Linked DNA regions of Zea mays: all the other regions are linked to region 2. The links are chromatin contacts, called in public Hi-C maps. All regions are on one chromosome and are shown on one strand. The core of a region is the stretch at or near the end of the contact, and the rest is flanking DNA. Distances in the headings are between cores, read along the strand shown. Region 1 holds the start of LOC541717 (sigma-like factor2B). Region 2 holds the start of LOC100304415 (splicing factor PWI domain-containing protein). Region 3 holds the start of LOC100382028.

Region 1 (3,487 bases), core at 219-2,718, 280 kb before region 2:
AGGACAAGGACATACCGGCAGGCGGATTATCTGGGTTTGTTCTAAAACGGACTTGCGTATTGCTTGTTTAATCCACCAGTGAGAGTAAGTGGAGAATCTAAAACCCTTGGAAGCGTCGAACTTTTCCGCGCCTCTTATCAGGCCTTGCATTCCATCCTGCCACATGAAACACAACGAAATGAGAATGTGCAACGATCTTGTTTCAGGAAGAGCGCATGTACGGCACCTGAATAAGATCAGAGAACTCCATCCCGGGGCCTTCGTGTTCTTTTGCAATCGAGATTACAAGCCGCACGTTAGATTTCACCATCCTGTTCTTGCAGTAGACTCCATGATTCAGGCGTCTCCGCAGAGTGTTCTCATCGGTCCCGGCTGCTGCCGCCCACTGGGAAAACGTTGGTTCACCAGCATTATACTGCGCAACCTCCTTTTGGATGGCTTCCAGTTTCAGAAGGTCCTGCGTACGTTCATCGTGCGTGCCATGCGTGTTTAAGCTCTTACGTACGTGATGGTAGCTTTTAAGCTCTCGCGTGTTAAGAGATCACAAGTAATTAAGCTTAATTTACCTGAATGCCTTCTGAGAATTCGACTTCTTGTTCCGCCGTCAGAAGCCTCGGGCCGGTCATCTTGTACAAGCACCCGAGAGGAGTCAGGCAACCCTTCAACCGTTTCCTCCTTGTGGAGGACGCTCCAACGGGCTTCATGCTGCTGGAACACTTGGCCGTCTTCATCGCTGCCCTCACTCTCCGAGCCCTTCTCTCGGACCGCCGCGCCGACTTCACCGTTACGGCTATGCTATGCCCGCCATCATCGTCATCCTCGGATTCGTCGCTGAAAATGCTGCTGTGCTCTTCGCCCTCCAGCATTTCGACGAGCCCGGCGCGCCTGGCATCCAGCCCCACCTCGGAGCGGAGGACCTCTCTTGACAGGAAGCTATCCACCGTGTCATCGCGCGGCGGTAAGGCAGCCGGGTGATCATTCTGCGCCATCCGGGCGACTTCTCCGGCGACCTCGGCCGCTGCGCGAGCCAGAGCGACGGCTTCCGCGGCCGCGGCCGCCACCACTGCCTCCTTGTTAAGAAGTGCCTCACCGAAACAGCCCTGGTTGAGGCAATCGAAGGGAGACGAACAGTTTACAAAAATTTGCCGGTCCTCTCCAACCCGTACTGAGATTTGCAGCCACAGAGCTGAGGCGGATGGGGTGGAGACAGACGTTACCGGAAGCGTTCGGTGAGGAGAAGGCGGCGGCCCGACGGATAAGCACTCTGCATCGACGACTGCCGTGGAGGAGAAAGAACAGTTTATCCGACTGGGGCGGGAGCCTGCGCCGCCGGTGGGCTCCCTGAACACCGCCGCCGCACGGGTGGAAAGGGGCCACTTGAACTGCGGAGGCGCGAGGAACGCCATCGACGGTAGTTCGTAGTAGGCCGCCTCTCAACAAATGCGCGTCGCAGGGGTCGCGGCCAAACGAGCATTCCTAGCTCAGGAGTTAGCTCTCTTCTTTGCGGCGTGGCGGTGGAAGTGAACGCGTGGACGAGCATGGGCGCGGAGAGAGGCGGGCGTCGCGGGCGGGAGGAGGAAGTGGATAAGAGAGGGTGGGATGAGATCGCGCGGAATAGGAAGCGGCCACGGAGGGGGTGGTGTTTGATCCTTCCTCCGTCTCTCTCTCTGCAATTTGGTTTTTTTGGGTTTTTATTCACAAATATGTTCTTTCGTGTTTCAAAGGTCGATGTCATCACACATCTAGCGTCAATTGCACTGGAGACTAGATGTCGTCTGTACCGATGAGATGGCCACGCGGTCAGCGCCAATACTATTGGCGAATAGATGATTCTGCAAAAATTAACTGTAAACAACACAAATTTAGTTTGTAATAAGTGTTAGTCAGAACCAAGTTAGGATGAGACGACAGATGGAGCGAGAACTCTTCTTTTGATTGCTCCTTTAAGATAAGTATTAAACTTAGAAGCAATATTGTAAGAAAGCAAAGAACTTAAAAAAGACAGTAATCGCAAAAAGTAAATGGACAAGTAATACAACAATTTTTACTGTGGTTCGGCCAATGCCTATGTAACACCCTAAATCCATCAAATGAAAACAACTTAGTTTGAATTATTAACTACCAATATATAAGAGAAATACTTATGTTTTCAATTAATAAAATTGGTGATAGAAATAAATTAAACAAGTTTGAATAAATAAAATATTACCAAGTGTTTGATGCATTCATATCGAGGCATATATTTTGTTTGATTTGATTTACAAATCCAATTTTTGGATATAGTTTTGTGAGAAAAATCTCATTTTATAAAATAATGTTGAATTGTTAAAGATAGATATATTTAGGAAAACATGTATTTTAATATGGTTAATCATTTTGTATTTGCAAGAATATCACTTTTATTGATTTTGGTGAAGCACATTTTATTTAATGGAATTTGCCTTAAAATTATGTATTTTTAACTTAGGTACTTTATTTGTAAAACAAATTATGTGTGAATTTATTATAATATTTTTAATATTTAAATATATAGTTATATGTGTATACCGTCTTAATTAAAAAAAATCAAAAAATAAAACAAAAGGAAAATGGCCGACGATTGCCTAGCCTTTTTGGCTCAGCCTTTGAAGCCCACACGTCCCCTTTCCCCACATCTCCTACTCTCCCTTGCATATGGGTCCCACACGTCATTTTCTCTCTCACCTTTTCATCTCACTTTCTTCTTCCCGTGGGAAACATCGTGGAATTGCTGACCGCCGCCGGCCCTCCTCCGCGTCGAGCTGCCCCGTGCCCGTGGAACATCACTGCAACCCCAGCTCGCCTCTCCCCCTTCACCTTCCCCCACTTATCTGTCATTTTTCACTCCTCCCCACAGACCACGCCATTGATGGTGGTTCCGACCATTAATGGAGTTCGATGCCCTTCATCTCCCCTTCCCCGGTGCTGTTTGCCCTCTGAGCCTATAAAACACCTCGCGACCGCGTAGAGACAAGTTTCCTGCCTTCATTCCTCCTCTCTCTCACGCGCCACCAGTAACTGTCGCGACTATTTCGTATCCTCCGCCATAACAGTCGTCACCAATAATAGCAGTACGTTTCTCTGGCATTTCGTAGCGCACCAATGTCAATCAATTCCGCTGCTTTATTTCCTCACCTCCCACGGCCTTAAAGCCGACACGCTGAGCCCTTCTCCCTCGCCCTGCTCACTCGCTCTTCTCTCCTCTGGCACTTGTTTGCTGCTGCGCCGTCTAGTCTGCTCGCAAGTCGCAACGCGCCTTCGCTGCCTGCTGCCACACCACCGTCCGCGTTGTTGTCCTCGCCACCGGTGCCTCACGTGGTGCTCACACTTACCGGTGGTTCGACGCCATCGCGTCGTCGTCTCTGCAGCGTGCTCTGCTCTACTGTTGCGCTGCGTCGCATCCTCGCCGGCGACCTTCTCTACTCTGCAACACGGCCCAAAGCTTCCTTCTTCCCCTTGCTGCTCACAT
Region 2 (3,550 bases), core at 646-3,145:
TAGTCATGTTTTTTGAGGACCTTCGGAAGACGAAGGCCCCCAACAATGCTAGAATTGAGAATCTCATGAAATCACTTGAATGTGGTGAACTTGAAACCTAGAGAGGATTGAATCAAGAGATGGGGTTGCCTAAGCCTGGTGAGACTCGATGGGGCTCTTATTACAAAACTATATGCAACATAATTACTATGTATCCTGTAATCCAAGATGTTCTCATGATTCTTGGAGAGGATACTACAATTAGAAGTGATTGGACAAGGATACATTCTATGCTTGGAGCATTTGAGTCATTTAACTTTGTTTTTGATGCACACTTAATGTTTGTTATTCTTGGATATACAAATGATTTATCAGTGTGTTTGCAAAGAAGGGAGTAAGATATTATTAATGCAATTTCACTTGTTAATGTGGCAAAGAGAAGAATGCAACAATTAAGGCTTGATGGTTGGGATCAATTCCTTCAAAGAATCACTTCATTTTGCAACAAACATGATATCCTAGTTCCTACTATGGATGGAAATTATAAGCCTTATGGAAGATCATCACGATTTGTTCATAAGCAAACCAATGATGACCACTTCAAAAGAGAAGTATATATTGGGGTCATTGTTCAAATTAGCCTAGAGCTTGATAGTCGGTTTAGTGAGGCTAATATGGAGCTGCTTTCTTGTATGTCAGCCTTAGATCCTTCCAACTCTTTTGCTTCTTTTGATGCACACAAGGTACGAAAGCTAGCTGATTTCTATCCTGATGACATGTCAAGCACTGACTTGTTAAAACTTGACTTGCAACTTGACAATTGTATTGATGGCATAAGAGAAGATGATAGATTCAAAGACATAACTACTCTTGTGGACCTCTCAGTTAAGCTTATTGAAACAAAGAGACATAAGGTGTTTGATATGGTTTATTTGCTTCTCAAATTGGTATTGCTTTTGCCGGTGGCGACAACAAGTGTTGAAAGAGTATTTTCTGCAATGAGTTTGGTGAAGACTAAATTGAGAAACAAGATGTGTGATAAACTTTTGGATGATTGTCTTGTTACATACATCGAGAGGGATATTTTCTTTGAAGTGAATGAAGAAGATATAATTGAAACTTCTATGGTGTTGAGGAAGCGCAGACTAGATAAGTAGTATTATTGCAATCTTTATGTTTAATGTATGCAATTTTCATGTTTATTTGTTGAGTGTCAAACTTTATATCTATATATCAAGTTGTTTACCAAATTTACTATGAAATTATATGTATATTAGATAGAAATCTACATGAAAAATTTGTTGTGGCACATCCTATGTAAAAATTCTAGGTCCGCCACTGATCACGGTCGGGGGTTACGACGGGGGCGGGCTCCAGTCGAGGGTGGGGGCGTCAGGGGTGGTTTGTTGCTCCGACGTATAGAGAGGCGGAGGCATACACATGCAGAGAGGGAGTAGGGCGGTGGTCGCGGCTAACGGGGCGTTCACGGCTGGAGCGTCTGGTGGGACGCGGGGCGAGCGGTCCCAGGGGGCACTGAGCGCGGTTGCGTGGGCGCGCGGGGTCGGTGGATGAATAGGACGATAGGACGATGGGGCGTGGTTGCGCAAAGGGAAAGCCGAGGCGGGACCACATGGCAGACTCTGATGCGGAGGCGAGGTGAGGGCATTGGCCGCGCCAACACCCACTTTGGTCTCTTAATAATAGTAGGGATTCGTACACGAACGTTAGGGGAGGGTGAAGTCCAATGAAACACAAGTTCAACGACACAACGCTCGCAAACTGCCCAAACGGCAAACGGGCTAGGAACTGGAAAAGCCCAGGCCTTGGCCCACGTAGAGGAAGCCTGCCTAATAGACCCCCACGTCCTCACGTAGTCTCGTGCTGGCCCCTGTATCACCCCACCTCGTCTCGTCGCCTACCCTCCCAACCCGCATTCGCGGCGCGGGCGCCTTGGAACCCTAGTCACCCGCGCCCCCCCTCCACTGTCCACTCAACCCCCGTCCCCTCCCTCGGCGGCGGCGGCATCGGCGTCAACCAAGATGTCGGGCGGCTTCTTCCGGGTAACTCCCGAGCTTGTTGCCCGATCTACCTAGCGCGCGCTTGTCTGGTCGCCGTTGCTCTCGCCAGATCTGTTATTCGTTGATTGACGTTTTTTTTTCTCGCAGGGGACGTCCGCTGACCAGGACACGCGCTTCTCGAATAAGCAAGCCAAGCTGCTCAAGACGCAAAAGTTCGCGCCCGAGCTTGACCATCTGGTCAGTTCGTTCTTTCACTCATACTCTTCGTTTCTCAATTAGGCTGTAATGCGCAAAATACTTTAGTGATATATAGTAATGCACACAATACTTTAGTGATATATAGCTGATGTCTGCAAGGGCTTCCTCTGATTCGGTGATTTTGTGCTTGGTGTGGTAGGTGGATACGTCAAAGGTAAAGATGGACGTGATGAAGCCCTGGATTGCTAAGCGGGTCACTGAGCTCCTTGGGTTCGAGGACGAAGTTCTCATCAACTTCATTTATGGCCTCCTCGAGGAGAAGGTGGTTTCTATTTGTACTGGAGAGACGGTTATTCAAGTGCAGCAATGTTGTTTGTATATACTGTTCTTATTGAATTGTGCATGCATGTTGCTCGGCAGGTATCAAATTTGATTGAATTTGGTTCTTCAAAAAGCAGTTAGAAACCTGGTGGACATAGGGCTGTCAGGATAGGGTGGATTCAGTCTACTCAGAAACTACATATCAGTCATCTTGTGGTCTAGCTCAGAAAATTAGAACTGAAACACTGCGTGGTATTATGGTTTAGTTCAGGAGTTAAATCAAACCTGAGATTCGTACTAATCATGCGAAGATAATATTGTTGAATTTCTAGTTTCACAAAGTTCCAACAAAAACTTAGGGCCTGTATGGGCGTAAAGTATTTTTACAGTTTCTAACTTTCTATCCAATACCATGGTTTTGGGCAATACCGTAGTATTTTATGTCATGAGGTGTTTGGTTGCATTCTTGAAAAGTATGTTTTCAAAACCATGGTCTTCTAGATACCATGGTATTTTTGGAGTATCGGAAACTCCACTCCAACCCAAAGTTTTCATGGTATGGCTAGCTTTTGCCTAATATGGTTTACAATGTTGTATCCAAACAACGTTTCTCAAAACCATGGTATTTTTAGAGCTGTCAAAACTGTGGTATTGTCATGACAATTGCAAAGTATAGTATTGTAAAACCATGGTTTTGAAAAACATTGTTGCCAAACAGGCCCTTAGTTGTCTTGTAGCCACACAATGCCCCATGCTGTGTCTTGGAACAGTTGCTTGTGCCTGATGACAAATCTATCTTTATGTTCAGACTTCAGAGGTTGTATTTCTTGACTGATCTGGAAATCCAATAGTGCTCAGCTGTAGAATTGGATTTTTGTTGATGTTAGCTGAAGTCAAAGTGCAGATAGCTGGATTGTTTTTTCTGATTTTAAACATTAATTGTCTTTATCAAAGATGATAGCTTAAGTCAAAGTGCAGATAGCTGGATTGTTTTTTCTGATTTTAAACATTAATTGTCTTTATCAAAGATGATA
Region 3 (3,709 bases), core at 793-3,292, 340 kb before region 2:
ACCATTCCTTTTATAGAGAGGTTCCAGAAGAAACAGATAAATCCAAATAAATAGGTACATTACCAAAGTTGGCCGGCCTTCACGCCCAGGTACAATACTCCATTCTGTGCTTACTTCAGCTGACTTGGGTTCCAGTTCCTTAAGCTTAATTTCAACTACTATGCCCCCTTCCTTTGTCTCATCAGGACGTGGATTAACTTCTATATTTGAAAACAAAGCAAGTGAATTTATATTCTTCAGAGCCTGTTTCCCTGCTCCAATGTTAAAGATGTGGCCAGGTCGAAGCTGTAGAAGATTAGTAGTGTCACAGATTAAAAACTGAAGTCACAAAAATGTTGGGAAAAATTCATGTCAGGACAATGACAATTTAGTAAAATATATTGAGAGCAAATATTTGTGTTACACGTCAAACAACATCATAGAGAGCACAAGACCAGAAGAATCACAAGTAACGGCTACACTGAGTGCAAGTACATTTGCATGCTATATGATATTTCAATTGTTATAATCCATGTATCCTAGTGTGCAACTCATCACTGAGTTATATTAGTGAATACAGAATGTCGCAAGCATTACCATATGATAATCAATGTAATATGTTTAGTTAGTGGTTTTAATTGGTATACCTGTTGGGGCAGCTCACGGTCTATGATCTGAAGCTGGGTATTTCCCTCAACAATATTTCCAAGCTTATCCTGGAACTGGTACTCCACCTTGGTGATGTCACCCTCAACCACCTCACAGACAACCTCATTGGTGTTAAGGTTTCCAAAGTTAACAACCTGTGCGCATACGAAACCCTCGTTGTGGTACCATTTCTGGACATGGTCCCTGATCTTCTGCAGCATCCTGGCGCTCACCTTCTCCTGCTTCTTCATCATTCCCAGCACCTCTCCACGTACATTTTCTGGCAAGATGCAGGGCTTGGCACCCCTTACACGCTGCTGGTAATCGCGTTCCTGCTTGCGGAGGTAATCCATTTTCTCCCTCTCTGTCATGTCCTGGTCGAAGTCAACCTGCCCTGACTGTGACATAAGCCCCACATTGATGCACTTGAACTGCTTTGCAGCACTCCACACACTCTCCACAAAGGAGACTGTGAGCCCAATTGTGTTATCTGGCTTGGGCTTCACCTCCAGATCAACCCGCTCGAACATGCCACAGGAAACGAGTGTTTCAAGCTCCTTCAACAGCTGCGACTTGGTGTACACGCCACCAGGCTGCAGTGTGACCATTTCGAAGAAGGAATCCTCTGGCCCCGTGTAGGCGCCACCGCCGGCAGCTGCCCGGTCAAAGAACTTGAGCTCAGACAGCTTGTACCTCTTCAGCCCGCTCAGCTTCGTGAGCGGCACCGTCATGTTGACGGGGAGCCCGTGCGCGTCCCAATCCCCCGATGACTTGTCGTCCGCGTTCGCCGCACCGGCGGAGAACAGCCAGGACCAGAAGTCTCCACCCCCTCCGCCACCGGCACCACCACCCCCCGCGCCCCATCCACCCCCTCCACCACCGCCGCCGAAGAGACCCCCAGCGCCGCCTCCGAACCCCCCAAACGAGCCGAGGAGGAAGGCCGCGCTCGACGAGGCGATGAAGAAGGCAGCGCCGGTCTTAGCGGCCTCGGAGAAGACGGTAAATATCGCGGGGAGCTCGATTCTGGGCTCGGCAGGGACCGGGTCGCTGCCGTGGTGCGCACCGGCCGAGGCAGCGGCACGTATGGCGGCAGCGAGGGAGCCTCGCCATGGTGGACGAGCGGCTGGTTCGTACCTGGCGGGCGAGATGGATAAGGCTTGCCCCGCGTGGGGCTGCCCCCAGCCGCGCGGGGCCGCGGCGGCGGGCACGGAAGAGGACCGCCTCCCGCTGTGGCCCCCGGACCCCGCTGGCGGGGAACGCAGGGTGATGCCTTGGGAGGCTAGCGCCATTGCGACCGCGGATGCGGTGAGGGTAGGTGTCGACGAGGGGGGAAGGTCCGAGGACGAGGAGGGGCAGGGGGAGGGGGAGGGGTCTCCTCTCTCCTATCCTTCGCACCCCAGATTTCGAGCTTTCTGTTGAGGGTTTAGCTGCTGCAGTCCGTGGGCGCAGCGGCGTGGCTAACTCGCACGGCGGGCCGTGATGGCGTGTTTACTTCCGAAACGAGCCCTGTCGCTTGACGGGCTTTTTTTTTCCTTTTCTATTCATTTTTGGGCTTAGTTTAGGAATTCAATTTTTTTTAAAAAAATCTAATTTTCTAAGTAAAATAAACTGTTTTTTCTTAGAAAAATAAAAATCCCTTAAAAAATAGGGTTCGCAAACTAGCAGAATCAACTGCAAAAACTTGCTCATTGCTTATTCCGTGACTTGAAAGAAAATTTCGGGAGTATGAATATTTTATATTTAATTTAATTTAAATACGATAATGTAGTGATGACGTCATATATATATGCACGTGTGAAATATTACTACTTACAAATTTAGCAAACATATACATATAAAATATTGATCATCACAAAAAACATACCGAGTTTAACAAATTTATAGATAAAATTACATCATGTGCAGCTCGAAGTAGTGGTCCATAGTCGATGTAGAGAGTGAAAGTGTCCCTCGTGCATCAACCAAGAAGAAGATCAATTATCTATTAGAAAGAAGAGGAAGAAGGCAATCTTCTCATCCGATCAGTGAGCAATCACGACAATGCTCCTCAAAAACCTAAGCACAATACACCTGAACAAGTGCCACATATGTAGACGATAGTTTTGAAGGCCTACTCTTCTAATCATGCGTGCAGAGGATAAAACAAGCAGACTTGGATGTGTTGGAAACCAAAAAGTGACGCACGGACGGTCCGGCTCTGAGGCCGGACGGTCCGCGGTGGCGGCGCGGACGGTCCGCGCGTGCGCAGAATCAGTTAGGGTTCCTAGTTTCTCACGGGATTTATTACCTAAAAACGCGGGATTAACTCGGAAATCAGTTTGAAGCGGATCCAGACCTCCCCTTTATATAGATGAAGGGCTATGGCCGATTGAACCCCCAACAATCTATTAACTCAAGTCTATTTCTCGTTTTTACCTTATGCATTAGAAGTAGCTCTAGTCTAGCTCTAGTTTAGTATTCCAATTCCCAAATTCTCCGCTTCTCTTCGGCTCTACGCCGATTAGAGGAGTCTAGGTCGGCCGGCCCGAGCCTAGACAACCCCTAGGATCTCTCCTCCCCGACGGGGTCCCTCCCGGGAGCGAGATCCAGGCGCCGCCGGTGACCTTCGCCACCCCTGCGCACGCGCGGACCGTCCGGCCCCAGGGCGCGGACCGTCCGGCCCCAGGGCGCGGACCGTCCGGCCGTCAGGCAGGGAACCCAAGCCTCTGTTCCAGGTCGCGGACCGTCCGGCCCCTGGCCGCGAACCGTCCGCGCCTGTGCAGAGAGCACCGTCACGGTTCGTATTGAGTGATTGGCGCCCCCAAAAAGGCACCAACATACTTTTGGCGACTCCGCTGGGGAAGGTATTTAGATCTACTAAAAATCAGGCCCTCAAATGGCCGGTTCTAAAGATCACACCGATATCTCCCCGGACAATATCCTGAAGCCGACTGTTGAAAGTCTGACGGCCGATGAGCAACAGCAATACGAGGACTACATGCGTCAAGCGAGGGAGAAATTCTTATCACAATACACGGTGGATCGCCACCAGAAAGTTGTCAAACATGGAGAGACCGACGTCGCATCTCTTCTATCTTCGCTT

Evidence for each region. A called contact is a pair of places that touch in the nucleus more often than the background predicts.
Region 1: a Hi-C map of ear shows a contact between it and region 2, with 2.6 times the contacts expected there. The contact joins the promoter of LOC541717 here to the promoter of LOC100304415 in region 2. A contact is called at or near these places in 4 of 25 Hi-C or Micro-C datasets (ear, leaf and tassel).
Region 3: a Hi-C map of leaf shows a contact between it and region 2, with 10 times the contacts expected there. The contact joins the promoter of LOC100382028 here to the promoter of LOC100304415 in region 2. A contact is called at or near these places in 10 of 25 Hi-C or Micro-C datasets (bundle sheath, ear, endosperm and 3 more) and 1 of 3 datasets of contacts at active chromatin or transcription factors (seedling).

Annotation. Positions count from the first base shown.
Region 1 is chr1:39,611,555-39,615,041 of Zm-B73-REFERENCE-NAM-5.0, reverse strand. It overlaps LOC541717 (sigma-like factor2B), which reads right to left and starts at 1,468. Exons shown (of 6, transcript NM_001111454.2): 1 at 1,218-1,468; 2 at 567-1,100; 3 at 227-457; 4 at 16-156. The coding sequence starts at 1,406.
Region 2 is chr1:39,331,204-39,334,753 of Zm-B73-REFERENCE-NAM-5.0, reverse strand. It overlaps LOC100304415 (splicing factor PWI domain-containing protein), which reads left to right and starts at 1,895. Exons shown (of 12, transcript NM_001349016.1): 1 at 1,895-2,039; 2 at 2,145-2,234; 3 at 2,395-2,517. The coding sequence starts at 2,019.
Region 3 is chr1:39,668,075-39,671,783 of Zm-B73-REFERENCE-NAM-5.0, reverse strand. LOC100382028 reads right to left here and starts at 2,042. Exons shown (of 7, transcript NM_001174793.1): 1 at 627-2,042; 2 at 64-285. The coding sequence starts at 1,916.